Linked DNA regions of Pan troglodytes: region 1 is linked to region 2. A link is a contact called in public Hi-C data. All regions are on one chromosome and are shown on one strand. Each heading gives the region's core, a stretch centred on a gene start, on an enhancer-like site or on the middle of the called end of the contact. The rest is flanking DNA. Distances are from core to core; before and after follow the strand shown. Region 1 holds the start of MXD3 (MAX dimerization protein 3). Region 2 holds the start of TSPAN17 (tetraspanin 17).

Region 1 (2,700 bases), core at 26-2,525, 670 kb after region 2:
TTTCCCCCACCCGTCCCTGCTCTACCTCCCCGGGACTCCTCTCGAGTTGAGGGCGAGGCGCCCCGGGATTACTGTCCTAGGGCGGTGCATCCTTCAAGCTGGGAGCCAGGTCCAGTCCAGGCCCGTGTCAGCGAGGTCGCCGCCCGGAATTCAGCCAAGGGTCCTTCCTCACCTCTCTCACGGCGCTCCAGGAACTCGGCCGCCTGCAGCAGGACCTGGATGTTGCTGGCCACGGGTTCCATGTCGGCGACAGCTGGCGGCGGGCCGGCCTAGGGTGCCGGCCGGAGCAAGCGGCTGCAGCACTTTTGTTACAAAGTAACTGACACGGTGCAACAAACACAGGGGCCCGCCCCGCCCCCGGGACGCCCCGCCCGCGGGAACGCCCAGCCCTTGGCTCCGCCCCTCTGGAACCCGCCACGGAGCCGCAGCCCACCCTCCGGCAGCCGCCCCGCCCCGAGTGGTCTCAGACTTTCCAGGGGCAGGTAAGGGCGCTGGCTCCAGGCCTGGCCCTGGAGCGAACCCTCAGGCTAACCGGTGCTGCTTCTTGCCCGCCTCACTCATCCACCCACGCCGGCTCATTGGCGTCTTTGATCTCAGCTTCCAGCCCCGTGCTAGTGACTAGCCCCCAACATAGCACGGCGCTCTGGGGGCCTGGTGGTCCCCTGAAAGCCCCGGGCCCAGCCGCTGCACGTGGGGGCCGCGGGGGCGGGGCCTCCGGCCGCCGCTCGCCCATTCGCACATGGCTTCTCAAGGATCGCTGTTGTCATCCTCGGGGCGGGGTCGGGGAGCCTCTGATGCCCTATTGGCTGGCGCTCTGCCCCGCCCTCTCCCGCCGCTGATCCACACGTTCGGGCGGGAAAAGAAGCAGGTTTCAAATTTGAAAACCCAAGCGATGGGGCGGGGTTGAGAGGGGAGCTGGGCCTCAATGCGCAGGCGCCGGCGGAGGGGCGACGGACCCGGCTCCTGCCCTCCGGGGTCTGTCCCCAAGCCTGCCTGCCATCTGCCCCCGAAGGCCCCCGTGGGCCCCAGCTTCCTACTGTGTCGAATGGGAATAATATCTCGGCCCCCCTCCTCTTCTGTGAGGAAGCTGTTGTTGCTACGAAAACGTCAGTGGGGTAACAGCTTCCTCAGGCAGGCCATACCCTGGAGGCACGCGAAATGGCCTTTTCCGGAGCCTGGGGCTCTGGTATCCACGGAGTTGGGGTCCTCTCCTGTCACTGATGCCTCAGCTGTGTATGACTCAGGAGGTGACCTCCGTCTCTAAGCCTCAGGAGCCCTGCGACAGCGTTGAAGGATCAGAGCCAATGCCTCTGCGGTGCCCATGGCATGAAGGAGCCGCCCATCTCAAAGGCCAGTGCAACCAGACCGCGGCGTTTGCCTCCCAGGCAGCCCCTGCTTGCCTTACTCAGAGTCCATAAACCCTTCTTGCACCTGACTCTCCTAGCCGGCCGAAGGAGTGGCTGTGATGACTTCTAGCCTCAGCACCAGCAGGTGGGGCCACATCTGGGGACAGGAAGATGAACGCAGCTGTAGCAGGGTGGAGCATTGCTGCCAGCCACGGGCTGAGTCTGTGACTCCAGTAATCCCAAAATAGAGAGGGGAGGGAAGGTGGGAGGGATCGATGCTCTGTAAAGAGACAGTCCTGGTTAAACACAGGCACATGTCAGTCAGGCCTCAGTTCCTTGGGAAAAATCTTTTTTTTTTTTTTTTTTTTTTTTTGAGTCTTGCTCTGTCGCCCAGGCTGAAGCGCAATGGCTCAATCTCGACTCACTGCAACCTCCGCCTCCCGGGTTCAAGCAATTCTCCTGCCTCAGCCTCCCAAGTAGCTGAGACTACAAGCGCCCACCACCACACCCAGCTAATTTTTGTATTTTTAGTAGAGACGGGGTTTCACCGTGTTGGCCAGGCTGGTCTCGAACTCCTGACCTCAGGTGATCCACCCACCTCAGCCTCCCAAAGTGCTGGGATTACAGGTGTGAGCCACCGTTCCTGGCCGGGAAACATCTTGAAGTTTCGGCCAGGCGCCGAAAAAAAATGAAGTTTCTCTAAGAGTTGCTCACAGCGGAATAACTGCCCTGTCTAGGCAGACGATCCATCTACCCAGCCGCCTGTCCTTAACTCACAAAATATTTGCTGAGCTCTCACTGGACACCAGGCGCTGTGCTGGGGGCTGGAGGACATATGATAGGCAAAATCATACAGGGTCCCTGCCCTTGCAGAGCTCATAGGCTTGAGAGGGAAAGACACCAATACAGTCGCAGGAAGGCGGAGGTCCAGCTGGACAGGTCCTCACAGGGAGAGACCGTGCCCCACAACACATTCTAAGGAACATTTGACCTAATTGGTGAGGTCAGAGAAGGCTTTACTGGGGAAATGGATGAAGAAGTGTTATCTAAGTATAGGAGAGATGAAAGAATTCTAGACAAAGGAACAGCACGTGCAAAGGCCCTGGGGCTGAAAGGAGCGTGGCAGGGGCGGTGTGGCTTACAGAGAGCAAATAGCCTGGTGCAGGCTGACACTGGAGAGGCTGCAGGGCCCAGAACATGCTGATGGGTTTCCCCAAACTCCCCCCTGCAATCAGCCATCTCTGAAGGAAGGAGCCGCAAGGCTTGTGAATGAATTTCCAATTTTATTTCACTAAAGTCAGCACCATGCAGTGCAGACACGAACCTACTCAGATGTCTGGGCCCTAGGTGGCCT
Region 2 (2,884 bases), core at 220-2,719:
CAGCCACCAAGAGCAACTCCCTAGCCAAGAACAAGTTTGTGGTGTGAGGGGGGCCTTGGCACCCCTCCTATGTAATGGGACAGCCACCACTGAGCCTCATTACTTTGGGGGATGGGGCGGGACTGGGGATCAGACAGCCTAGTTCTTACCTGTCCTCAAGTGAACAGGAATGCAAACATTCTTTAACATGAGTTGGGGCCTGAGCCTTAGGGGCTAGATGGGGGTAGTGGTGGCAGTCTGAGGACCTAGCTTGTCCTGGGGCCACAGGACAGCAGCAGGGTGGAAAAAACTCCTGGGGGTGGGGTGAGTCATGGCGGGGAAGGAGGGCTCTATGGTAGGCGGAGAAGCCCATAGTCCAGTGTTTACTGTTTCCACCCAGGAAGGAGGTGAGGTGGCCTGAGAGACAGACTCTTCCATGGGTGGTGGGCTCAAGGGCACAGACACGCTGGAGGGTGAACGCCATCATTTGTACAGAGGGATACGTGGGTTGCTGAGGACTGAGAGAGCCTTGCAAGGCCGCTCCCCTTCTCCCCAGCTGTGACCATGGCTGTCTGGGCCTTGCCTGCCTCAGGGCCAGACTGAAGTGGAGGTGGAGGGATGCTGGGCTAGGCCTCACCAAGGTTCTGGTAGAAGTGGTGGAAGTGGATAAACTTGATAATAAAAGCTTAAGCATCTTTCTGTTCCTGTTTTAAATAAATACTTCTGAACAAAGTTGGAATTATTTTTAAGAGGGCTTCAAACTGGAGTAAGATTCAGGTTCCCCCAAACTTTGATCTGCCTCTGTCCTGTCTTACAGGGGCTCATGTGAGATCACTGGGTACCAAGGAGCCTGACCGGGACCCTGGCCAGTATGGAGGACAGGGGGTGTGGCTGGGGAAACTCAGCCACCAAGGGGGCTTGAGCCAGGTTCCGGGGCATATGCCCCTGGCAGGGCGCAGCCGGTGTGGTACCAAGGCCCAGGCCCTCGTTTGGCCTGAGTTTGAGCCAGGATAAGTAGAGCTGGATTTCCGCTGGGTGAAGGTGAGCCTGATGCGACTCCACAATGACAAAACGTCCTGCACGTGTTAAAAACTCAATCCGGACCAGCTTCCCCATTCGCCTGCCAGAGCAGCAGTTAACCTTCCCCTGGGATGGGCTCCAACAGCAGGCTGGGGATTGGGATGGCGCTGGTACCCAGCAGGGGAAGCAAGGCTTCTACACCCCGGCGGCCTCCGGCGCCATCAGCCGGCGTCCCAGGCGCGTCTGCAGGACGCTGGGAAACGCGGCGGCGGCCTGCGCGGGGGCGGGGCCTGGCCGAAGGCGGGGCTGCGAGGAGGTCCGAATCAGGCTGTGGGGGCGGAGCTCGGGAAGCGGAGCCAGGTCCAGAGGCGGGGCTCAGGCGGGACTGAGTTGGGCTATGGGGGCGGAGCCAGGTCAGGAGGCGGGACTCCAAAGGGACTGAGGGCTGTGGGGGCGGGGCCCGGTCCAGAGGCGGGGCCCTGTCCAGAGGCGGGGCCCGGTCCAGAGGCGGGGCCCGGTCCAGAGGCGGGGACAGGTCCAGAGGCGGGGACAGCAGGGCTTCGGGCAAGGAGGTCTGGATGCTGAGGGCGGTCCCTGAGGGGCGGGCGGGGCCCGACCGGCGCTCTGTGTGGCCGAGGCCATGAAGCCGCAGCCGCCCGGCTAGGCCCCGGGCGGCTCTAGCCCAGGGCGGCCCGCGGGGCGCTGGGCCTGGCTCCCGGCTCCGGTTTCCGGGCCGGCGGGTGGCCGCTCACCATGCCCGGCAAGCACCAGCATTTCCAGGAACCCGAGGTCGGCTGCTGCGGGAAATACTTCCTGTTTGGCTTCAACATTGTCTTCTGGGTGAGCGCGGGGTCTGCGCCTTGCCCTGTGCTGGGGGGTGGTGGGAGAGGGAGATTCAGTCTTTTGCATGGGGAGACTACTCCCTGCCCCAAGAGTTTGGAGCTCGGGACCATCCCCCCATTTCTGCCACACCCACGCCCACTTCCAGGACCACCCGAGGTAGCTACAGAGGCCCGGATTGCTGGGGGCGGGTCCTAGCGACAGCGTGGGGTCGGGGTTGGGGTAGGGAGTCTCCCTGAGTAATCCCGAGGCCTGGTGGAGAAAGGGAAGGTGTTTCCTTGAAGACCCCAGGGGCGTGCTAGGTGCAGGTTGCCCCTCTCGCGCAGCCCTCCTTCCTACCCTGGGATGTGGGATGCACGCCAAGCCCCACCCCTGGTTTAGCCGATAAGGAGATTCTGGCGTGAAGGGAGCCGCCAGGCCCCTTCCCTGGCCTCCTTTCCCTTCCAGTAGTACCTGGGTCAGGTGCCTCACCTTAGGCTCCTGCAAAGTGGGGTGGGTCACAGTCTTCTCCCCACCCCAGTCCCGCACAAGGAGGCTGACCTGCCAGGAGGGGCAGGGAGGGACAATGGCGAGTCCTTGGCGGCTGGGAGGGGATCTCCCCAGTTGAGAGCCTGGGAGCTGGCCTTGGGGAACAGAATTCAACATTCCACAGCTGACAAGCTGAGGCTCCTGGGTGGGGCTGCCCCTACCGGGGAAGGGAGCTACTAGTGCCCCTCCCAGGGTGGCATCTGTCCCCCTGGGCCCTGCCAGGTCATTTTTCCCATCTCTCCAAAGCCGTGGCCCTCTGCAGTCTCTGCTCCTGAGGCCTTGGGTCAAGATGCCAGGCCCTTTCCCTTGTGTTCAGCAAGACTCAGTGGCACTGCCCCCTACCCACGTGTCACCGAGCTCACTGGTGTGGTGGGTGTCCTTGCACTGCAGCACTAGGCTCTTGAGGGTGTGGGCAGTGTGTGGGAGCACTGGCAAGGAAGTCAGAGGGCCTGGCTGGGACACCTTGGGCAAGTCACCTCTCCTCTCCAGGCCTCAGCTTGCCTGCCTGGGAGACGAC

Evidence for each region. Hi-C and Micro-C count contacts between places; a contact is called where the count stands out from the background.
Region 1: a Hi-C map of stem cell-derived neural progenitor cells shows a contact between it and region 2, with 3 times the contacts expected there. The contact joins the promoter of MXD3 here to the promoter of TSPAN17 in region 2. A contact is called at or near these places in 1 of 7 Hi-C or Micro-C datasets (stem cell-derived neural progenitor cells) and 1 of 1 datasets of contacts at active chromatin or transcription factors (stem cell-derived excitatory neurons).

The regions. Positions count from the first base shown.
Region 1 is chr4:174,934,206-174,936,905 of NHGRI_mPanTro3-v2.0_pri, forward strand. It overlaps MXD3 (MAX dimerization protein 3), which reads right to left and starts at 1,276. Exons shown (of 7, transcript XM_063810895.1): 1 at 1,143-1,276; 2 at 173-269. The coding sequence starts at 242.
Region 2 is chr4:174,265,872-174,268,755 of NHGRI_mPanTro3-v2.0_pri, forward strand. TSPAN17 (tetraspanin 17) reads left to right here and starts at 1,470. Exons shown (of 9, transcript XM_518122.8): 1 at 1,470-1,839. The coding sequence starts at 1,753. EIF4E1B (eukaryotic translation initiation factor 4E family member 1B) reads left to right here. Exons shown (of 9, transcript XM_063811707.1): 9 at 1-674. The coding sequence ends at 47.